7 separate regions of the Mus musculus genome follow, and all the other regions are linked to region 1. A link is a contact called in public HiChIP or PLAC-seq and promoter capture Hi-C data. All regions are on one chromosome and are shown on one strand. Each heading gives the region's core, a stretch centred on a gene start, on an enhancer-like site or on the middle of the called end of the contact. The rest is flanking DNA. Distances are from core to core; before and after follow the strand shown.

Region 1 (3,144 bases), core at 329-2,828:
TCAGAGCACCTGAAACTGGAGTCACAGTTGTAAGCTGCCATGTAGGACTGGGAGTTGAACATGGGTCTTCTGGTAGGCAAGCCAGTGTTTCTAACCACTGAGCCATCTCTCCAGCCCTGAGTCATGATTTTAGTGTGAGAGGCATCATTGAATTTTCTGAGCACGGCCATCAGGGTAGCTGGCACAGGTCTTCAGATACAAGGAGATAGTTATAAGAAGGCAGCCATGGCTGTGGTGCACTAGAAATGGAGAAACAGCTTCATCAGGTGACAGACCAGTCTGACTCTGTCCCATGATTAGAAGCCATCTTGTTACAAGGTCAAAATAAGTTCATTCCTGTTTTCTGTAACACTTGGGTTTGATCCTGTCGTCAACCCATTTTCTGGAATTTGACATGTTCCATACTCCATTATACCCTGACTTCCACCCTGATAAGATGTTCTGCCAAGTTCCTGTGTAGCCAACATTCCCCTGGAAATCTCTCTTCCCTTGGAAACCACCTAGTCTTAGAAATTTTGAGTTATATAAATTCCACTTCTATGTTTGATGCTATTCTTTAAAACTCCACTTTAGGGAGATAGCCCTGTCTGATAGAAAATAAAACTTGCTTAATTTGTCTAAAAGAGTTTAAGTAATAGTTTTTACTTTTGTTCCGTGGGATTAATACAGGGTGAAACAGACTCCCGTGTTTCCAGTGTGAAGTGAGCCACACACTGCAGTACAAGTTATATCAGCAGGTTCTGCCTCTGGGCAATGAACTTTTGCTTGTGTGGACATCAGGGTCTGTGTGAAGGGAAGGTCCTATGGCCTAGATTTATACTATTCAACAGTCTGTCCCCGAAGCCCTGGTGCTTTATTATTTTGACAAGCCCCTGCTGCTGGTATTCCACCCTGCTGCGAGTCAAAAAAGTTCCTGTCTCGGAAAAACAAAACAAAACAAAACAACCAAAAAATAAAATTTTTTTTTCCCACAGGTTCTAGTGGAGGTGCTCACTACCAGAAATCCTACAAATAAGCCCATCTCATGGATCAGGGTTTACCTTTGTAATAATATTAAATCTGTGTGCATGTGCGCACGCATGTGTTTTATGCTTGCATATATGTATACGCAGCCATGGTTTTCTACTGTCCCACTCACTCTGTAACTTACTGAGCCATCCAGCTGGTCCTCTAAATACATTTCAATGAAAGTTTTCATTAGCGTGAACGTGAAGGTGGTAAAATCTGTTAGTGTGTGCTTATGCCTGTGGTTTGCACCTCTAGTCTGAAGGTTGCTCTTTTCAAATTTTTTATTTATTTACGTTTTTACTTTTGAGTCAGAAACTCATAAAGGCCAAGCTGGCCTCGAATTCGCTATGTAGTCAATGATGACCTTAAACTTGTGACCCTCTACTTCGTTAGTGCTGGAACCCCAAGCTTGCTGAGTACAGAGCACTTTCAGACCGGAACTAGATGTCTACTTCCTGTTCCGCCTACATTACAGGTTGCTAGGTTACACCCCCCCTACGCCGTTTTAGACGCAAAACTTCATTTCCCATGCAAAACTTCATTTCCCATGAACACTTGCAAGGGTCGCCGCGCTGCGCGGCGTCATTGCTCCCGCCCTATATACCTACTTCCGCCCGCGAGCCACTTCCTTTCCTTTCAGCGGCGCGCGGCTGCAAGATGGCGGTGCAGATTTCCAAGAAGAGGAAGGTAAGCGTCTGGGCCCGGTTCGGGAGTCCGCCGCGGGTTCTACAAGTGCCAGGGAGGCCTGTGGCTCCGTGATCAGTCCTGTGGAGCGTCTGGGGCCGCCTGCCGTCTCTTCGAGCCTCGGATGGCCGTAGATTGTGTATTGGGCCGGAGCCGGGCGAGTGCTGTGTGCCTGGGCAAGGGAGGGACAAACTCCTCGAGTTCTGGACCGACTCGAACACCGGGCGCCTCCAGTTCCGGACTAGACACCTTTGAGCGTTTCTTGGTCTCCATAATAGTAATCCTGTGGCACAGTTAGAGGGCGTGTGCCATCAGATCTAGTCCAGTTTCTTTAGTAAGTGAAGTTTAGCAGTCCCTTCTCTTAGTCGCGTGATCCTGCAAGTGGCCATAGTTGAAAGCCTACTTACTGACTGCTGCCGTGTTCACTCGGGACCCGGAGCTGCAGCGTCCCTGTGGTTATCATTTCATGGGGGAAAAGTGTGCAGGTTGCCAGGTTTAGAAATAGATGGTCTGTCGTTTGTGCTTATGCACACAGATGATAAACCTGTTTTGAGTCAGGATTCCTCTCCTATCCGAGGTACAACTTACAGTCCCAGCTGTACATGTGCTACTTGGAGACAGATTTTTCTTTGTCTCTTGGGTGTAGATTATGCCGTAGAGCCCTTCGATGAAGAGGTGATGACGAGTCTGAGTAGGAAGTGTTGTCTTTGTCCAAGATGCCTCACTATGCTGCGTTCTGTGGCACAGCTGAAAGCACTGTGGTCAAAAGAAACTTCCTAAAGATGACCAAGAGGCATTTGTCTGAGAAGGGTTGCTGCTTTTCTGTAGGGCCATTGGGCTTGCTCTGACTAACCCTGTCTTCACCTCAGAGGTAACTTGTTTCCTTTGGTTCAGTTTGTAGCTGATGGCATCTTCAAAGCTGAGCTGAATGAATTTCTCACTCGGGAGCTGGCTGAAGATGGCTACTCTGGAGTTGAAGTCCGAGTTACACCAACCAGGACAGAAATCATTATTTTAGCCACCAGGTAGAAATACCATTGATTGTCACCTGTAAATACTGTGTGTACTGAGATGCTGTGTAAACTTGGGCCAACCAAGCAGTAAATCTGGCCTCAGTGGGTGTAACTGCTTTGTTAGAACTGCATTTGGGAAGAACTTACCTTCCATTTAACGTGTGTGCTGGCGTTGTGGTGGGCGGCAGGTGGGATCTTGAGTAAATGGTTGCGCTTCCCCTCTACAGGACACAGAATGTTCTTGGGGAGAAGGGTCGTCGGATCAGAGAGTTGACCGCAGTTGTCCAGAAGCGCTTTGGCTTCCCTGAAGGCAGCGTAGAGGTGAGTTCCTCTGCTTTATCTCCCGGGGGTTTTAGACTGAGTTGGGATGTGGCTTCTGCTATAGAATTGTACTTCTGAAAACCTGACATGGCCAGTGACAGTCACAGGTACTTGATGC
Region 2 (3,144 bases), core at 362-2,861, 1.9 Mb after region 1:
CTTTCCTTAGCTATGTAAATACATCATATCGGAAACGTATTTTCTATACAGAACAAAAAAGCAACTCTGCTTTCTTAGAAAGGTCACAGCTATCATGCCTTGTACAATACCCAGTCCACCCTGGTCATCTACGCACAGATCAAAAGAAAAAGAAGAAAAGAAGACCTATTTGGGAAACGTTTCTTCTTTTGCCAAGGGCTGTCGCTAAACAAAGGCAATGTTCGGAGTACACAAATTAGGCTTCTCCTAGGGAAATAAAGTACCAGAAAAGGAGCGGAATGGATCGGGACTAATAGGGGAGAGGGTTAGCGCTCAGCGTGTAAAGACTGCAAGCAGCAAACACAGCGCTGAGATGCTCCAGCAAAAGAACCACGACCAGCAGCAGCAGCAGGAAGTTTCAATGGGGCCGGGCAGAGCATGCGCCCTGAACCCGCGCGGTGGCCTTATGTGGAAGGAGCACCACTTGCGAACACCAATAATAGACCAGCGGCACCAGAGAGAAACATGAGCAACAAGCACCTTCTTCAACTGTTTCCCCAGCCATCTGAGCCCCTCCTCCAGCCTACAGACTAACCACCCCACCCCAGCCAGCAAATGGAAGAGTGACTTCTTCCCTTAAGCCCTGTAGCTGAGATAGGGGGAAGGGATAGAGAAAAGTGGAGAGATGCTTTTCTATTATTTTGGGGGAGGTGGTGAGGAGAAAAACTATGGAGGAGGAGATATTAACCCTCTCCTACCCAGAGCGGAGAAGCTGGGCCGAGTTCATTTCCCCTTCCTACGCGAGAATAGGGGGGAAGCCCCCTCTCTGGTCATAGACTCAGATCTCCCAAGGAGGAAGGAGTTTGGGGGGCTAGACCAGCCCTCCAGGGGACGGGAAAAGGCAGGAGCCGACTCTCTCGGGGGAGTTCCCACCACCGGGAGAGCGGAGTGTCCGCGGGCCCCCGCCCACTCAGGTGGAGTGAGCAGAGGGGGCGCCGAGAGAAGATGGGCCCAGCCTCCCGGGAGACGGTGGGGCGGATTGGTGGGAGGAGGGGAAGAGAAAAGCGCAAAGCTGGCCGGAACCTGCGCTCCCCTTCCCCCGCCACCTAAAGGGGTAAGAACTGGAGGCAACACCGGCGCGGGGGACCCGGCCCCAGAGCGTCAGGCCGGCACAATACCCCCTCCTGGGCCCTAGCCCACACCCGGTCCGCGACGCCCCCACCTCCGTCCCCGCGGGGCACGGTGGCCCTAGGGGGCCTCCGCCCCGCCTCCCCAGCACCCAGGAACCCCCGGGCTACGAGGAGTAGGGACTCCGCGGAGGCCAATCCCTGGCGAGGGACGGCCGCAGAGCCCCAGGGTATCTATGGAGAGCTAAAGCGCGCCAGGGCCGCTTCCCGCCGGGCTTTCGGGCCGATCGCTTACCTTCTCCGTTGCCGATGTCTGGCGGCGGCGCCTGCAGCACCCGCTCCAGCTCTGGGAACGGCAACTCGGGCAGGTCCAGCAGCGGCCCGTAGCGTTCCAAGAAGGAGCAGACTACGGCGAAGTTGGGGCACGAACCCGGGCAGCCCGGAGGAGCCATCGCCGCTGCCGCTGCCGCCGCCGCCGCCGCCGCCGCCGCCGCCATTTTGAACTGGAGGATGGAGGAGGAGGGGATGGGGGGGCGGGAGGAGTTGGGGGGACCGAGGGATGGCAGGGTAGCTTTACGGACGACAGGAGGCGCTCTCGAGTGGACGCCCCTGCGGCGGCGAGCGTCTCGCGCCAGGCGCCGCGATCCCACAATACCACGCCGGCCCGGAGCAGTCGAGAACTGAGTTAGATCGGGGACAGAGAGGCACTCTGGGCCCTTCACTTTCCGCCCTCTTCCCGTCCCCTTCCCTCTACGACTTCAAGGCTCCGACTTCTTCCCTCCCACTTCGGGGTCGCTACTGCCTCGTGTGACAGGGGGAATGAAAACAAGGGAAGCGGGGCGGAGAGGTTGGGGGCGGGACTTTCTAAGAACGATAGCCAATGGGGGGAGGGGGCGGAGCTTCGGGTGTGGGCCGGCTGAAGGCGAATTCCAGGCCTGGTGGCTGAACCGCTGTGGCTCAGAGTCCCTCGGCTAGCTGCAGGGAAAGGTGAAGCACGGATCCGACTGGAGGAACAACCGCGAACAGAAGCGCTGCGTGAGTTTTCTGCGGGATCTGGGAACGGAGACGACCAAGAGAGAGAGACAGAGAGGGAGTTGAAGAGAGACACCAAGATGCAGCAAAAGAGAATGGCAGGGAGGAGAGAGGTTAGGAGAAGGAAAGGTGCGGTTGTGGCTTGGCGCGGGACCCTGGAGAGAAGTCTCAGAAAGTTTGCTGAGGGGTGTTGCCCTCTCCTGAGTGTTGTGTGACCAAACTTTTCCTGGGGGGACGGTAAACACATCTCACCCCAGACAGAGCTCCCACCGACAGACCGAAGTACAGATAACACCAAAGTCCAACTTGGCGAACCAATGCGTTTTATTTTAACAGGAGCATGGATAAGGGGTCACTTACAGGAGCAGGAATGACTCAGAGACAGCTGCGACCCCAGGGCCCACCCCAGCATGGGTGACAGATTATAAAAACTGCACAGCCTGCAGGCAGCTCACTGCGTTGGCATGTCCTTTCCAAGTGACTCTGGTCTGAACCTCTTCCAGGCAGCTCAGCTGGCTTCTGCTCCTCCCAGGCAGCTGGTCCCATCTCAGAGTCTTCTTTGCAGTGCAGCTTGTCTGAGAGGCTTTTTTTTTTTTTTTTTCAGCTCAACTTCCTTTAGTTTGAGAGAGACGATCACCTTTTACTGTTTGCTCTGACAGAGAGAGACCTAATGAATCTGGTTAGTTTCAGGGACTTCCTGAAGCTGTTTTGAGTTGTTTTACTGTCCTGTTTAAAGAGCTTCCTTGCCAGATGGAACCGGTGGACCAGGGCCTAAGGTACTCTGTGGATCACTAATGAGGAATTGCCTCTGCTGGGTGACCAAATCTGAGGAACCACTCTCTACTCGGGAACTAAGATGCTAAGAAGACTCTGGGCTCAGCTCAGGCTCTAAGTTGGCCAAGGTCTAGAGGGTGAGCTAGGATTCTACTTAGAAAGCTGGGAGTTCGCTGCACAGCAGTAAGCTTGTTAGGAAGCAGAGTTCTACTCCATTCCAGAGTTGGTTGTA
Region 3 (3,144 bases), core at 274-2,773, 1.8 Mb after region 1:
TTAGAGAGACACATGCTTCAAGAGTCTTCAAGTCTTTTGAAAGAAGACTTAGGAGAGAGAAGGAATGGAAGAAATAGACTGTAAACTGGAAAACATCTGCTGGGTATAAGCAGTAAGATCTTTGGTGATCTCCACAATTTCTTCTGCATGTGGAGTGGTGGAACACAGATATATTCCTAACTTTGACAAGATCCATTTTATTTGCCCATGTGTATTAGTCAGGGTTCTCTAGAGTAACAGAACTTACAGAATGAATGAATGAATGAATGAATCTCACAACTTCTTCCCTCCCATCCCTTTTCTTTCTCCCTCATGGCTACTCCAAACACATATACCAACCAAACTGCGCACCCACCCACATTTGTATTTCTAGTCGGTGTCTAAACACCCAGTCCCACTATCCACACTGTTCTCTGAACAAATAGCTCTTTACACGTTTATACCCTGGGCTCTGTAGTAGGCATAATCTTGGTCCCCAAGAGATTTGTTTTCCAGTGCCATGAAAGAAGGGACTTTGAATGTAATTAAGATTACTAATCTACTGATGGTGAAATAAACGAGATAGCCTGGATTTTCTAGGCAGGAGCAATGTTATAACTCGAGCTCTTAAAAGCAGAGGATTTCCTTTGTGGCCAACAAATAGAATATAGCAAAAGGTAAACCAGAGACTCTGAAAGACAGGAAAGAATGAGAAGAGAAAGAAAGAATGAAAGAAAGAGGGGGGAAAGGAGGGAGGAAGGGAAAGGAAAGAAATGGGGAGGGAGGGCGGGTGAACAGGAAGGTATGGGGTGGGGGTAGGAGGGTATGAGCGTGTATGTAGTGTGTATTTTAGTGGCATGTCTATGTTATTGTGAAAGTACTGAATCCTGCAGGTAGTGAAATAGAAGAATTCCTTCCAGGACCTGCACATCCAGGAGTCGGGTTCGGCTGGTTGTGACTCCGCCCTGCGTGGGCCTGAAGATGGTCCTTCCCCCCAGCCCCCACAAACACACACACTTGAAGCAGAACATCCCAGCTCATTAACCAAACGTCGTAACCCGTCACAATCTGAGCTACATATTCCACGCAGGGAAATCGTCTAGTTGACACGACCATTCCGAAAGCTAGGCCCACGGAAAAACTAACCGAGGCTCTGCAGACTCAAAACTCAACGTGACCACGCGCCAGGCTTGCAGGAGACAGGCCGGTTCGCACAGGTCGTTAGGGAGAAACGCGGGCTAGGGGACAGAACCAGCCGAGCTCGGGAGGGGACAATCCCACCCTGCCCGCACAATAGCGCCGGCCGGCTGGTCGGCGCCCCCCAACCTTACCTCTCCGCGATGTAAAGCGTGCCGGTGCCGAGCCCCTTCCCGTTCAGCACAGCCTCGGTGTCTGGCTGCTGCAGCCGGAGCCCGTCGGCCGACCCAGGCGGCGGGAAGCTTTTGAGGAAGCTCATTGCCGGGGAAAGCATCGCTCCACGCGAACCGAGAGAGGCGAGTACCGCAATCGCGGCTCGCACGGAGCTGCCCCGGAAGCAGTAGTCGTAGCCCGGAAGAACAACTTTCTCAGCGAGGGCCTTAGCATGCGGTTGACCATAGAGACGGGATGTTCTAGGCAACTCAGAGGTCCGCAGCGAGCCGGCTGGCTTTTGTCACGTGGCATCGGTTCCCCTTTCCCGCTCCTCTAAGGATGCTTAGAATAATCGAGTGTTTTCTATGTGGTTCTCTTTGAAGGTCATAGGAGCAAACCCCGAGAGAGGATGTATAAGGAATACCAAGCCTTTCCCAACAAAAAGCGGGAAGGGACCCAGGCCCCAGGAGTCCCTCGCCGAAGGAGGACTCACAGAAATAAAATCCACACGCATCTGGAGATCCCAAGTCTCCCGGCTGGGTGCACGAGTCTACCCTGCTTCCGCCTCGTCAGGCCTGTTCTCCTTGGGTTCACACAGCCATTTACCAGACCTCTTAGTCCCCACGTCGCCGGAGAGATCGAGCGCCCCATCCCCACGAGTCATGCCACGAGCACGAAAAGGTTACATTAATGATGGACAGTGCGCAGCAAGACAGTCAAAAGACTGCCCGAGGGAAAGGTAGGCCACTGGTTAGGAACCCTTGCCTTCCCTGTTCGCTAGGTCCCAGTGAATAAGAGCAGTGAAAACCTACAGGTTTGGTGAATAGAAACCCATAACAGAGACCTATAGACCACACAGCATACGGACTTTACCTCTTATATTTCTTCATGGATTCCTTCGTGGTTTTTGAGACAGGGCTTCTTTAAGTATCCCAGGCTGGCTTCCAATACATAATCGATTTGCACCGAACTCCAGTTTACTGGTACTACTATGAGCACCCATCACCACACTTGCTCAATTAATTTTTTTCTTTATGATACACAATATGAACACATTTTCTATTACCCACTTTAACAGATGGGACCTGAGGCATTAAACTCACAAGCTAGAGTTGGTGGATGGAATTCAGTCAGTTGACCTCTAGACTCCACTTTTTTTGGCTGTAGAATTGTAATATCTATGGGGCTAAGGCTGTTTAGGTTGGATAACATACATGGAGGATGTGATAGCAGTTTTATCTTTCTTTCTCTTCTTCCTCCTTTTTTCCCTTTGGATTCTTTTCAACAGAGGAATCTAAAGATTTTTTTCCTCACATATATGTATATACCTACCTACATACAGTCAGGTGTGAGCCACCCTGCCTGGGCGCAGTGACCCTATCTGCAAAGGCATTAGGCAGTCTCACAAGCTGACCCATGTCTCCAGTCAGTTCCAAGTGTTACGTTTTAAAATTTAGTTTGTTGTTAGTGAGACTAGGAGGCAGGTCCCCTGAACAGGAATGAGAAGGTGGGAGTGGAGTAAGGGAGGGGATGAGAAAAGATTCTAGAACTCTCTGAAGGTTAAAATCCTCGTCATGTGGATATAGATTGAGAGGAAGAATTTGTGACGATGAAGACAAGAATAGACAAAGAAGAGAGGTTAAATATCGTTTCTAAATTTCCAGTTTAAAACGTTGAGTAGGTGTGCTTTCTAAGTGGTAGATTTCAGAAAGAGGTTTTCAAGGTAGGTTCCAAGGGTAGCAGATAGAGTTCTTGCTGGATTAGCTTGGGTTGAATCCCCAGTACTTAAAAAGAGTAGCCTATGAGTCTGATTGG
Region 4 (3,144 bases), core at 311-2,810, 1.4 Mb before region 1:
CCTTTCCTTTCCTTTCCTTTCCTTTCCTTTCCTTTCCTTTCCTTTCCTTTCCTTTCCTTTCCTTTCTGTGGCTCAAATTCTATGACTTAATTTGTTTACCAGCCCACCCATTCCCAACAGACATATTTACTTCCTCAACCTCTTCCGTGAGCTGTGATTATCCTGATTCCAGCCAGGCCTCTGTCTCCCGCACTGGGCTCCTCTGTGCTGTCCGAGTTTCATCTCATCCTGCTCTCCTGGCCACCTTAGATTCTTTGAATGATGCTGGGGGAGTGGGAAGGTAACGGAAGAGAAGGCTGTGGGAGCTGAGATGTGCTACTGCTAGTGCCACCGCACCACTACTGCTACTACCACCGCACCATACCACACACGGGCCCAGTTTATAACCATTGCAAGAGTGCAATGGTTACTTACTGCCTGGCTTCTACAACGATGTCTCATAGTGTTGGTCACTCTTTTTGTGTTTGCTTGCTTGTGAAACAATGTCTCCATATGTAGCCCAGGCTGGCTTGGAACTCAGGAGCTTCCTGCCTCTGCCTCCCAAATCCTGGCCTCCCAGTCCGTTACTTCTCCTGTCCTCCACTGGACACTGCGATGGCTGGCATTGGTGATAGAAGAGTGGGACCGCTGGTGTTAGGGGAGAGGATTGTCATTGTCATACCTACTTGGGGGAGGAACCAGCTACCCTGAAGGAAGGGGTATTTAGGCCAGGTTCCAAAGGAATTCACCAGGTGAGCATTCCTTATAGTCTCTCTTATTAGCTAGGTGGGGGATTCTAGAAACCAGCTTGGGTCTCATCCAAGACACTGAGGGTGCTCTTACCCACAACCAATTCCAAAGACTATTCCCAGGCAGTGGCAGCTGTGGCCCTAGTTACACAGGCAATGGTGACAGGATCTGAGTAGCATTCATGTCTCAAGCACCTTTTCGCTGCATCACACAAGCCCAGATTTCTTGGTTCGGAGCACACACACACACACACACACACACACACACACGCCCGCACGCGCGCGCGCACACACACACACACACCACACACACACACACACACACACACACGCCCGCACGCGCGCGCACACACACACACACACACACCACACATACACACACACACACACACACACACACACACACACACACACACACACGGCCGCGCCTCCCTGATGCGCCCCAAGGGATGCATGCGCACACACACACACACACACACCACACATACACACACACACACACACACACACACACACACACACACACACACACACACACACACACACACACACACACACACACACACACACACACACACACACACACACACACACACACACGGCCGCGCCTCCCTGATGCGCCCCAAGGGATGCATCTGAAGAACATCCTAGTCGTAGCCCCTGCAGTTCCTAGGAGGCTCAAGAGGTGGCGATGCGGAGCAGCGTGGCCTGGCGGGAGAATCGTGAGCCCTTGGCCCGCAGAGGGGCTCGGGGTTAGGGGCCGCAAGTCGGAGCTCTGACGTCGGGGGCGGGGCCAGAAGCCGTGACGCGAGGGGAGGGGCCGCGCAGCTTCCCGGCCAGGCCGGCGATTCATTCAAAAGGCGCGCAGGCTGCGCGGCCGGCCCCGAGCGCTCGCCTAGCGGGGCCCCGGCGCCGCGTCGGACGCTGAGCGAAGCTGGTGCTGCGGGCCAGGTAAGGAGGGTGCGCACGGCCCTCAGCCCCGCTCCGCTGCTCCGAGGAAGTTCTCCTGAGCGGCGGATGCGTCAGCCCCGCTCTCCTGCCCAGTCCCGTCCCATCCTGGTGCTGTCTACGCGTCCCGGAGCCCCCGGGCTGCGCGTCCTCCCGGCACCGCGCGCGGCGCAGTCTGTCAGAAGGTGCGCGAGAGGAAGCAGCGGAACTTGGCGTGCAAGGGGTCGGGGGAGCCCGGGAAACTTGGACTGACACCAAAGGCCGGCTGCGGGACGGGACGGCGGCGCCTCGGTGCGGCTGCAGCGCGGGGCGGCCGGGAAGGGGGGGGGTGTTCTGAACGGTGTCAGCCAGTGACTGTGGGTGACACGGCGCATGAGGCGGCCTGGCCCGGGCGAACGTGTGGCTGGGACACTGGGCGGTGACGCCGAGCCTAGCGGGCGACACAGAGGGGCTCTGTGTGTGAGGCAGGCAGAGTGTGTGTGATTGTGTATGTGAGAGACCCCAGGTCACTGGGGTCACTGTGTGTGGCCGGCCTGTAGTGTGACCCGGGCTAGTTGTGAGTATAAGGTAGAACAGAGGAACCCTAAATAACTTAAGCAAGCCCTGAATCACGGGGTCATAGGGTGCATGTGGGACGGGGTGGGGGGGGAGGGAGGAGAGAGAGAGAGAGAGAGAGAGAGAGAGAGAGAGAGAGAGAGAGAGAGAGAGACTGTCTGCCTGCCTGCCTGCCTAGGATAGAGTAAGACAAGGAGGAACCTGACACCTTCCAGTGTTTGAGGGGCCAAGGAAGATCAGGAGTCTAGGGAATAAAGATCTCTCTCCAAGACACCCTTAGAGTTCAGTTTAGTGAGTTTGCACGCAGACATGACCTAGCAGAGGAAGCCAGAATTGGGTGGGCTAGCCCCTCTGGCACAGAGAAGACCTGAGGTGGTCTCAGTCTCCACTCCACTCCACGCTCACACACACACACACACACACACACACACACACACACACACACTGAAGTCCCCAACATCTAGCAAGGCACTGTGTATTCTGTTTTGTGATCAGATCTACCCCTGCTAAGCCTCAGTCTCCCAGTCTGCAGAGAGGTGTGAATAGCCTGTGAATCATCACTTTGGGATCCTCTATTGTTTTTGGGTCAGTCTTCTCCATTCTCCTCTCCCCTCCAGACAGAAAGACTGCAGTGGGGGTGGGGGCAGGCGTCTGCTTGTGACACAATGGAGTGGTCCAAGGTTCCCATGTGTTGGTGAACAGTTGGAAACAGTCTTGCTCACAGTTGGTCAAGAAGATGTCAGGCTCCCACTCAAAAGCCACTGGCCCTTTAGATACTGAAACCTCAATCCAAAGACACTTCTCTACCCAGGTCTCCTTTTTCAGCCCCCTGGTTGGAAAGAGAGGGAATATTTGTTCTCCGGCAATGAATGGTCTGTTCTGATCTGGTCTTGGAGTTCTTGCTTGGTCTCTG
Region 5 (3,144 bases), core at 467-2,966, 1.3 Mb after region 1:
CAGAGATGGGCTCTGAGACAGGCCTCCCAGTCCAAGCCCGGTTCTAAGGCACCTGGGCCTAAACATCATGATGCAGGGTATGTGTCTCTGCTGCTGGAGACACTGTATCTTTATACAATGAGCAGGCTGGGCTAGAGGACAGTAACAGCTAGAGGGCCCCATAAGGACTTCCCAGGAGTTAAGCCAATGAGACCCCACGACTGCAGTGTGGGTGCTGCTTTGAGTTCTGCAGTACAGGTCTCATGTCCAAGGCCACACAGCTAAGGAGTCAAGGCAGAGCCCACGAATGAAACCAACACATAGTACCCTCTCCTGGCTCCATACTCAGAGCTATAGAAGAGAGTCAGAGCATTCTCTGGATACCATGGCTTTGTGGGCTGAAGAACACACTTTCCCAGACATGACCCCTGCTCTATCTCGGAAGATTTGAGAGGTGCCCTGACAGAGGTAATGCTACTTGCTACCTTGCTTGAGGACTTTGACTGAACCTTTTTGACATTTTTTGTCTCCACAATCACCATGTGCTTCTCCTAGAAAGCCCATTTTACAGACAAGGAAACTGAGACCATTAAAGGATATAGAACTTTCTCGGTAACTGGTGGAGTGAGCCCTTGATCCAGATCTGCTTTGTGGACCAAGGGCTTCTGGACAGAGACACGCTGAGGCTGTGTGGAGGCAATAGAAGAGCTTTTCTGTGGGGATGGAAAGAATGTAAAAACCCTAGGCCGGCGGCCATAGGCCAGGACTAGGGTAAATGGAGAGCGGAACCTAGTAGTCTTGGAACATTGTGCGTGGGTGGTGGTGGGTAGGGGGAACAGCAACATGGTTGGAAACTATTTGGTCAGTCAGGTAACCAGATGGAGCTACACTTAGGTGGCCAGGGACAGGGGTGAGGTAGAGGGCCGGATGACTGAGGTTGAGGTAATCATTAACAGAGACCAGGAAACTAGAGGGATGAGTGGGCCTGAGTTTCTGACCTGTGAGCGACTAGTATGACCAGGTCAGACAAGCTTTGTCTCTGTGGCCTTAGAGTGACCCAGCCTACTGTTGGCCAGCCCTGGTCATCTATAAATCTCCCTGGGATTCCCCCAAACCGCCTGGCCTGAGGAGATTGCAGTTTCCACTTCACAGAGTAAGAAACCAAGGCTTGGTGTATTCCAGGGCATTCTGAAGGCAGTCAGAGAGGGTCAAAAATCTGGGCCCTGCTGCTTTAGTCTACACTCAGAGCAGATAAATGCCCAGGACAGGACAGGTCTGGACAGGATAGGGCCAGCTTCCCTTAACTGACTGGGGCCCTCTGGACACCTCACCAGGGCCTACATTCCTCTTCTCCAGCTAAAATCTTGGGAATGGGTGTTTGGATACAAATGGAAAGGGAGTGGTTCTCATCTCATTGGGTCTTCCCATTCTCAGCTGCCCTGCCTTGGCCCTGTCTGAGCCCGGCTAAGATGCATACCCCAAGTCGGCCAACATTCTCTGCCAGCACTTAGTGGGGCACGCAGGTCCTCCAAGGCCAATGGCGAGGTAGGCAGCCAACGTCCCGGGATGCTCTCCTATCGCGGACAGCACTGGAGTGGGGTTTGAAGGAGTGTTGGGTCAGGGCCACCCTTTCAGTTTCGAGCCAGCACTATCGGGCGGCCTCAGGGAGGGGGGTGGGGGGGGGGAGGCACAGCCTCTCTAGTTCGCATGCGCAACAACCTCCCTTTCCCCGCCCCGCCCCACCCCGGGAGACCACGCCTCTGGCCTCCAATGGGAGGAGGCTGAGAGGAGGGGCGGGACAGACTGAAGCCCGGGGGTCCAAGTTCCAACCCCCGCCTGCGGGCTGCCGGGGTATCATCTCCCCGCAGAGTCCCAGGCTGTGGCGCGGGCTGGTCTAGCCTCCGCTCCAGTGCCCGCACTGTGCTCTGCATCCCGGGAGTCCAGCTCCAGCTGCGGCGACGCGGCAGGTAGGAGGCGCTGCGCGGAGGGAGGCGTGTGCGAGCGCACATTAGTGTGCGTTTGGGTGTGTGTGCAGGTGCAGCGCGGGCCAGTGCGTGCCTTGGGAGCACGAATCCGAGCAGGGGTTGTACATCCCGCGGATTCAGGGCTGGGAGTTGAGCGCTGGCCTGCAGGCCTAGGAGGCGGAGCCCCACCCCCACCCCACCCCCCAAAGATATGCCCGGGGCCCCTGAGCTCATCCCTACCTCCACCCGCAGCCCTGGGTGAGAAATCAACCTCACCTCCACCTGGGTGTTCTGAGGCCGCGTTCCCAGTGCAGAAGTGCTGGGGTGTGCTTATCACTGGTGGGCTAGACTCTAATCTTCCTTACAGGTCCCCTTTCCTGTCCTCACGCCTGTGCTCCTCAACCCATTAAACCTTCTAACCTTTCTAGATGTCCACATCCCATGGTTTGGAGTAGGCATGAGACCATGAGACCAAAGATCCCAGGTAGATGACCCTTCACCCCTTCTTGGCCACAATCCCCTAGTTGAATGGGGGTGGGGGGGGGGGCTCTTCCTTACCTTCAGGGCTGGGTGTGTGGCACTGGGAGCAAGGCGGGTCTGGCAGAAACTGGCTTTTTTCGGAGACAATTCAGGATTGATCCTATCTCCAGCTGTCAGGATTGGGGGTGGGGAGTGTAGGAAAGGTCCCCCTAAGGGGGCCCAGGGGTGGAGTGGGGCTGAAGAGCAATAACAGGTGCTCATTTGCCCTGGCAGTCTTTCCTGTGGTGAGAGTCAGCCCCAGACTTCACACAGATGAGCCCCAGCAGCAGAAGGGAAGGCAGCCTCTCTCTAAGGTGACCCAGCCAGAACTGGCACCCAGGATCCCAAGACACAAGCCTTGATCTCCTCTGTGCCAGAGGGTGGAACACTCAGCCAATGCCCAGGGCAGCTAAGTGTTCAGGGAGATCTTCCTGGGAAGCTCTGCTGTGCAAGGGAGGTTGAGGCCTCCCTGGATCCTTGCTGGTCCTTGCTGCAGGCTTAGTGTTTTGGGTGGAGGTGAAGAAGACCAGGGGGGGTCGGGTGTGGTGGGCCCAGCTGCTGCTACTGCCCTAGGCTGGGTCAGAGCTGAAGCCTGGGTGGAGCCTAACCTAAGAGGCTTCTCTTCCCACTGAGAGGATGGAGGGCCAACAGATGAGCTCCTGACTGGCGTGGTGAGAAGGCA
Region 6 (3,144 bases), core at 217-2,716, 1.2 Mb before region 1:
TCTTGTTATTACTGTCTCTCACCCAAGCAGCTGATGTAAATGTTCTAACCCCTAAACCTCTGGTGTGTCTTGGAGGACATCTTAATCCTTCCTTTCCTAAATAAACTGACCCACTCCATCCCCGCTGCCACCTCACCACAGGTAACCAGCTTATCACAGACATTTCTTCTGCAAAACTGGCAGAGAGACATTTTCTTTATGATACCATCCACTAACCTTGCTCGACACCTGCCAGAATTATTTTAGTTGAGTCCAGCTGAGTAGTCTGACATATCCTCTACCTCCAACTTCCGCTCAGGGGAGCCACCTTGTTCCTTCCAGAGACTCTAAACTCATCCTAAATCCTTTTCCACTGAGCCCTCATCCCCAATTTCAATCCCTGTCTTCCTATTTGGGGCCCAACTTACAATTCACTCCCTCCTGTCAGCTTACCTCATCCATCCATCTCCTGTAGTTGGAGGTCTCATCACTACCAGTCCAAATTCAAACCTCCAGCAGCAGCCTACCTCAAGAAAACCCCAAACAATTCCTACCTCTTCTGTTCTCTCCAAGCCCTATTTCCGTAAGTATTCACAAATTCCATCATCCCCAGAAGACAACAGCCCATTTCAAGCTGGGGTCTCAACCCATGCCAAAGCCCTCACCCCCAGCTCCTACCATCTCCATCTTCCTTCCCCAGGTCCACCCCAAGTCCCACCTTCCAAAATTAGCACTCCCTAGAGTCCCATCCAACGTTTATATCCCACTGGCATTGAAATCATCTCCTTAGCCCCCACCCCGCTCTGATCACAAGCTGTCAACTGCTTCAGGCCAACCCCAAATCATCACCTTCATTCAGTCCCATCCCCCATTAAAAGACATCCCACTCCAATCTCACCTTCCACCTCGCCCCAAGACAATCCCAAATTCCACCTCAATACCCTACACACCCCATGCTCCTATCCCTGGTCTGGTTATCCCTCCATGTAAAGTCCTACCCCCTCACCCCCCTCCGCTACCCTCCCTGACCTGCTGCTGTCCCACCCTCACCCCACTCCCAGCCCGCGTACGGACAAGTCTCCCCCACCAGCCCGCCGTTCCATCGCCACCTCGGTCCCCTCCCCCAAGCCGGCGCGGGGGCCCTACAGCCCCCACCCTCGTTCTCCCCGGCGCCACCAGCCCTGGCTCCACGGGAGCGGGCCGGGGGGCGGAGGGGGGGTCTCCTCACCGGCGAGCTGCTGCAGACGAAAACCGCGGCGGCCGCAACTGAAGCGGCGATGCCCTTGTCTTCTCTGGAGGCTACAGCGGCGACGCTCTCGTTCCCTCGTCCGTGTCCAGTAGGGTGGTGGATGGCGCGCAGGGACGGGAGCCTCCTCCTCCTTCTCCTCAGCTACTCAGATCTGAATCCTCTGCAGTAGCCGCGGAGAAACCCGACAGTGGGGGAAGGGGACGCTCGGCTGCAGGCAAGAGAGGAGGAGGCGGAGGGAGGGGGCGGGGGACCGCTGAGAAGGGCGGGGGAGGAGGAGTCGGCGCGCTGTCCCGACACGTCCCACAGCCTCCGAGCTCTTGAACTACAACTCCCGGCATGCTCTGCCACGGCCCTGCGCGGCCTGGTTCTCCCAACCCTGCTCCGGTCCTGGACCGCACCCTCTTGGGTCACAGACAATGGACTCCCACGGGCTTTTGTAAACTCAAAGGCCTCTTGGGAGGGAAGTTGGATATTTCCGCAGCCTCATCTCCATGAAGCAAAACAACCTACACATGCACTCTTTTCCGCCCAAGGGACTACACCTCCCAGCATGCCGCACACAGTTTCCCATTCTCTCCTTCCGGACCCCTCTCAGACCCGGTACTACAGTTCCCAGGAGTGTGGTCCTTGCGAAATGCTGGGACATGCAGTTCTCAGTCCTTCCTCCATGTTAAGAAAAAAAGAAGTGAAAGAGAGAAAAAGGGGAAGGACTATTCCAACCCACTGAGCTTGGGCCTAGATTGGCTACATCACCTGTAATTCTGTACTCTCCTCGCCATCTCCGTTGTCACTGTCTCGCCAGAACTAATGCTGCATCAGCTTCCCTGGCATCCCTGAAAATCAGAGGACAAGTCTGCAACTTAAATCCTCATGTAAAAAGCACATTTGTTTACATTTACATTACTTATAAGTATTTAATCTAAAAAGATTATCAAAAATTTTTGGAAAACAATGCCCACGGTTATTATAGGAGGTTGTTGAATATGAGTTGAGAAGGATGTAGATATTCATCAATAGAGGGCTGATTTAATAAATAGTGATGTATGTATTCAACGTAATGCTAAGCAGCCATTTAAAATGATGGTAAATATCTTTAGACATGAAAGGCTTTTCACAATTTCTTGTCAGAGGGGCAAATTGATAGCAAAAACAGCAAGATTAGACAGGTTCGATTTATTTGAAGTTCGAGGATATAAAAGCGTAAAGATTTCAGTGAAGAGATTCTCCAAAATGTTATCAGTGATTATCTTAAAGAAAGAATTGTTAGGTTTCAGGTTCCTCTTATCTTTTATACTGTCTGAATTGTTTAAGGAAGCACACACCGTTTTTTAAACATAAAAGGTTATTTCATATGCATACACACACACACACACACACACACACACACACACATGCTTGCACGCACACACACAGATACAGCTATAGATATTCCAAATACAACAACCTCTTGATTTCCCACCTACAAACTTTCCTTGGGTCTTGTTTACCTAAACAGTGTTTCAGGACTGTGTGTCTACCTTTCTGTAAATCCCACTATTAAAATAATGGTAGTTGTGTACTGTATTAGTTACTTCTCTGGTTGCTGAGACAAAATACTTGATAAGAGCAATTTAAGGAAGGAAGGAAGGAAGGAAGGAAGGAAGGAAGGAAGGGTTTACTGTAATTTACAGTTTTATCTTAGGGAAGATAAGTGTCAGGTCCAAAAGAAATTCAGGACAAATAGTGACCTGTGGTGCCTGGCTATTAGCATACCAAAGAGCATTCTGACCTCCATGCACCGCTTAGTGATCCCTCAGTTTCATAAGAACCTGTTACAGACTCCTTGGCTCTAACATGACCCTAAATTTCTTCAGTTCATGGGCTTCCCCCCCCCCCCCCGGCTTCTCATTATCCTATAACCCTAATATTTGGGCTCT
Region 7 (3,144 bases), core at 458-2,957, 1.2 Mb after region 1:
TCCTGGCTTTCTTAGAGTTCACTCTATAGGCCCAGCTGGGTTTGAACTCAGAGATCTGCCTGCCTCTGCTTTTTGAGAGTGCTGGGATTAAAGGCATGAGCCACCACTGTCTAGCTTAACTAATGTGATATATATATATATATCACATATTTAAAGCAAATACAGATGTACCTTGACTTTCAATGGTTCACCTCTGCTAAACCTATTTGAATGACATCCAATTGTGAATAATGATGCACATCTCTGGCCCCCTCCCCTTTGGTTGCAGCTCACCAGACTCATTTAGAAAATAACAATTGTATATCCCTGTTCTGCACAGTGTGGCCAGGCAGAATCTTGCAGGCTGGCTCACAAAGTATGGGAAGTGTCTCTATTCATGGTGTCATGAGTGTGGGATACGAAGGAAGGACAAAAGGCTCTCAGGTGTGAAAGCCAGGGAGGTCTTCAAGGAGCAAAATTTTAAACAAAAGTGGGAGAGTCGGCATCTTCATAGCAGGGGGAAAGTTTGATGGAGCTGAACACAAAAGGCAGCAGGATGTATCCATTATTTTTTAAGTTTTTACTTCTTCTTCTTCTTCTTCTTCTTCTTCTTCTTCTTATTATTATTATTATTATTATTATTATGCCCCCCCCCCAGTGTGTGTGTGTGTGTAGACACGTGTGCTATGTTGCCTGTACGGAGGTCTGGGGGCAACTTTATGAAGTCGGTTCTCTCCTTGTATTTTACATGGGTTCTTGAGATCAGGTTCAGCCTGCCAGGCTTGCATGGTAAGTGCCTTTAGCCAAACCCGTTGAGCCATCTCACGGACTTTAATAGCCCAGTGTGGAGGTGACAAGGGAGAAAAGCTCACTAAAGAGGCAGAAAATGCTGTGCATGGCCTAAAGGGAAGCCACAGACTTTTTAGTACTTTACTCAGTGTACACGTTTTTTTTTTTTTTTAAGAAAAGATTTGTTTGTTTGTTTGCTTATTTATTTATTTATTTATTTATTTGTTGTATGTGGGTACACTGTAGCTGCCTTCAGACACACCAGAAGAGGGCATTGGTTCTTATTACAGATGGTTGTGAGACACCATATGGTTGCTGGAAATTGAACTCAGGACCTCTGGAAGTCCAGTCAACGGTCCTAACAGCGGAGCCCCTCAGTGTATACTTTTAAAGGATCCTAATACCTGGTTTTTGTTCTGTACATTCTGACTTGTCCCTTTCACTCAGAATGACTTCCTGGGTATCTCTGGAGCTGCCTGGGGGTGTTGTTACTAGTCTCCTCCCTCGTTGGAGGTCCGTGGTCTGAGTTAGACACTGAGGTGTCTCATTGTGCAAGTTTAATCTTGACAGAGAAAGGTTTCTTCTCATTCTTGCCCCAATTAAAACAGACTGCCCTCACACTAATAGAGGCTTGGTCCCATCCTGACGGAAAAGTGGGTCCTGGAAGCCTCCCAACTTACTTCACCCTCACGTCGGGGTCGGCCGGGTTCCCCCCGCCCCTTTCCCTAACTCCTCTGGCTGATAACAACCTCTCCCACTTCTCCGGATTCCCACCCAGGGTCCAAGAGCTACAGATCAGCCCCGCACGATCAGGATGGGTCATTTGCGCCTGCCCCGGGAGCGGTGGGTGGGACTGGGCAGGGAGCGGGACGGGCCAGAGGCTCGGTGGGCGGGGCCTGCCTCTGGGCAGGTTCAGTGACGGCTCTAGCCCCGCCCCTGCCCTTTGGGTAAGGGAGGAGGAAGCCGGAGAGCGCGCTTTGCCTGAGCCGGCCCGAGAGCGGCTGAGCAGGGTGTGTGGGGCGTCAGCGCGATGGCTCCGGCTGTGGACCGCAAAGGCTATTGGGGCCCCACGACCTCCACATTGGACTGGTGTGAGGAGAACTATGTGGTGACCTTGTTCGTCGCTGAGTTCTGTGAGTGGAGCCTGAGGCGAGGGCGCGCGCCGAGGGGAGACGTGTGGGAGAACGCGGAGGGCGAACCTGGCGGCGAGGGTAGGCTCCAGGCCGGGCCCGCGAGCGGCAGCTAGGCGTGCGCGGCCGTGGGAAGCCGGGGAGCCGACGTGGCCGCCAGTGGTGCCTGGACTGGCTTCTGGGGGCCTTCAGGTTGGGGACGAAAGGGACGTACGAGCCGCGCCCGGACCTCGGATGAGAGCGTGAGGCGCGCCGCTGGGAATAGGAGTTCTTACCTGAGCGCGGCCGCTGCCAGGCCGGCCACTGCCCGCCCTGAAGTCGCTCGGGGCTGAGGAGGTCTCTGCCGGGAGGGCCCGAATGCTGCTACCCGGCCTCAGCCAGCCGGGCACAGAGAAGGGGACGCTCACTGGCTTCATCCACCCTCAATCCGGGAATACTCTTCAGGGGCCTTCCCTTCATCTGTCCGTTCTCGGTAGACCACTCACTTCCAGGAGACAGTTACCGTTTCTCAATGCCGGAGCCTCCACCCCCATTCTCACTCCTATTGCCATCCCTACCCGCTGCCTTCTTCTAGAGATCACTGTTCCTCTTGTCCCAGAGGTGGTAGCCAGAGCACCTAGTCACTACTTTCCTCAGCTGCTCTCCCAAGAGACTACCTCTCCCTGCTTCCCCACTGCATCTAGCTTATCAGACTTTCTAGGGGCTAGTGGTCATCTGAGGACACTTATTTCTATGAAAGCACTTTTAGAGTTCACGATTTGCTGCTCCTGGAGACCAGCATTACTAGCCAGATTAGGGTTTTCTCGGGGTGTGTGTGTTTGTGTGTGTGTGTGTTTGTGTTTTCTACATAATTATTCCAACCAGGCAAGAAAGAAATCAGCCACTTCTTCCATCCGCTTTGGTTAGCTTTTGAGAACACGTCCTTTTTTGGTTTCTGGCAAGGAACAGAGAATAGTCTTTGGTTGCTACTGCCTTCTTTTGAATGGATCCACTTTATTAGGCCGTGAGGCAAAACTCTTAGCTAACGTTCTGTACTTAAGTTCTTTTGGAGGACGAGTTTCAGGCCAGATGAGAAAGTCTTGTAGTTTTTCAGGACGTTAGTCCCATGCCCTTGAGGCCATGATTTAGGCTGAGTGTCAGAACCACTAGTTTAAATAAATAGTTTTTATACAGTAAAGGAGAAAATGGGCAAAGGGGATCATTTATAGGGTAATTACTTGGCAACCCAAACATTGGCAAAGGAAGC

Evidence for each region. Promoter capture Hi-C pulls out the DNA fragments that hold promoters and counts their contacts. HiChIP or PLAC-seq counts read pairs in DNA pulled down with a chosen protein or histone mark.
Region 2: a promoter capture Hi-C map of pre-B cells shows a contact between it and region 1, with 2.4 times the contacts expected there. The contact joins the promoter of Rsf1 here to the promoter of Rps3 in region 1. A contact is called at or near these places in 2 of 39 promoter capture datasets (liver and pre-B cells).
Region 3: a promoter capture Hi-C map of pre-B cells shows a contact between it and region 1, with 2.4 times the contacts expected there. The contact joins the promoter of Clns1a here to the promoter of Rps3 in region 1. A contact is called at or near these places in 2 of 39 promoter capture datasets (liver and pre-B cells).
Region 4: an H3K27ac HiChIP or PLAC-seq map of microglia shows a contact between it and region 1, with 6 times the contacts expected there. The contact joins the promoter of Relt here to the promoter of Rps3 in region 1. A contact is called at or near these places in 3 of 39 promoter capture datasets (liver and pre-B cells), 1 of 115 datasets of contacts at active chromatin or transcription factors (microglia) and 1 of 9 other capture datasets (liver).
Region 5: a promoter capture Hi-C map of pre-B cells shows a contact between it and region 1, with 2.2 times the contacts expected there. The contact joins the promoter of Capn5 here to the promoter of Rps3 in region 1. A contact is called at or near these places in 3 of 39 promoter capture datasets (the C10 cell line, liver and pre-B cells).
Region 6: a promoter capture Hi-C map of liver shows a contact between it and region 1, with 3 times the contacts expected there. The contact joins the promoter of Fam168a here to the promoter of Rps3 in region 1. A contact is called at or near these places in 9 of 39 promoter capture datasets (the 3T3-L1 cell line, the C10 cell line, cranial neural crest and 5 more) and 1 of 9 other capture datasets (liver).
Region 7: a contact with region 1 is called in a promoter capture Hi-C map of pre-B cells, with 2.1 times the contacts expected there. The contact joins the promoter of Acer3 here to the promoter of Rps3 in region 1. A contact is called at or near these places in 3 of 39 promoter capture datasets (the C10 cell line, erythroid cells and pre-B cells).

Annotation. Positions count from the first base shown.
Region 1 is chr7:99,482,143-99,485,286 of GRCm38.p6, reverse strand. Rps3 (ribosomal protein S3) reads left to right here and starts at 1,578. Exons shown (of 7, transcript NM_012052.2): 1 at 1,578-1,695; 2 at 2,587-2,717; 3 at 2,933-3,026. The coding sequence starts at 1,666. It overlaps Snord15a (small nucleolar RNA, C/D box 15A), which reads left to right and starts at 2,355; the gene lies at 2,355-2,502.
Region 2 is chr7:97,578,363-97,581,506 of GRCm38.p6, reverse strand. Rsf1 (remodeling and spacing factor 1) reads right to left here and starts at 1,611. Exons shown (of 16, transcript NM_001081267.2): 1 at 1,402-1,611. The coding sequence starts at 1,603. It overlaps Aamdc (adipogenesis associated Mth938 domain containing), which reads left to right and starts at 2,010. Exons shown (of 5, transcript NM_001177945.1): 1 at 2,010-2,141.
Region 3 is chr7:97,695,036-97,698,179 of GRCm38.p6, reverse strand. It overlaps Clns1a (chloride channel, nucleotide-sensitive, 1A), which reads right to left and starts at 1,523. Exons shown (of 7, transcript NM_023671.2): 1 at 1,311-1,523. The coding sequence starts at 1,450. Rsf1os2 (remodeling and spacing factor 1, opposite strand 2) reads left to right here and starts at 1,713. Exons shown (of 3, transcript NR_154552.1): 1 at 1,713-2,068.
Region 4 is chr7:100,861,829-100,864,972 of GRCm38.p6, reverse strand. It overlaps Relt (RELT tumor necrosis factor receptor), which reads left to right and starts at 1,560. Exons shown (of 11, transcript NM_177073.6): 1 at 1,560-1,679.
Region 5 is chr7:98,176,846-98,179,989 of GRCm38.p6, reverse strand. Capn5 (calpain 5) reads left to right here and starts at 1,716. Exons shown (of 13, transcript NM_007602.4): 1 at 1,716-1,946. It overlaps Gm16938 (predicted gene, 16938), which reads right to left and starts at 2,796. Exons shown (of 3, transcript NR_045972.1): 1 at 2,502-2,796; 2 at 580-665.
Region 6 is chr7:100,704,957-100,708,100 of GRCm38.p6, reverse strand. It overlaps Fam168a (family with sequence similarity 168, member A), which reads right to left and starts at 1,466. Exons shown (of 9, transcript NM_001362169.1): 1 at 1,208-1,466.
Region 7 is chr7:98,308,105-98,311,248 of GRCm38.p6, reverse strand. Acer3 (alkaline ceramidase 3) reads left to right here and starts at 1,707. Exons shown (of 11, transcript NM_025408.3): 1 at 1,707-1,901. The coding sequence starts at 1,799.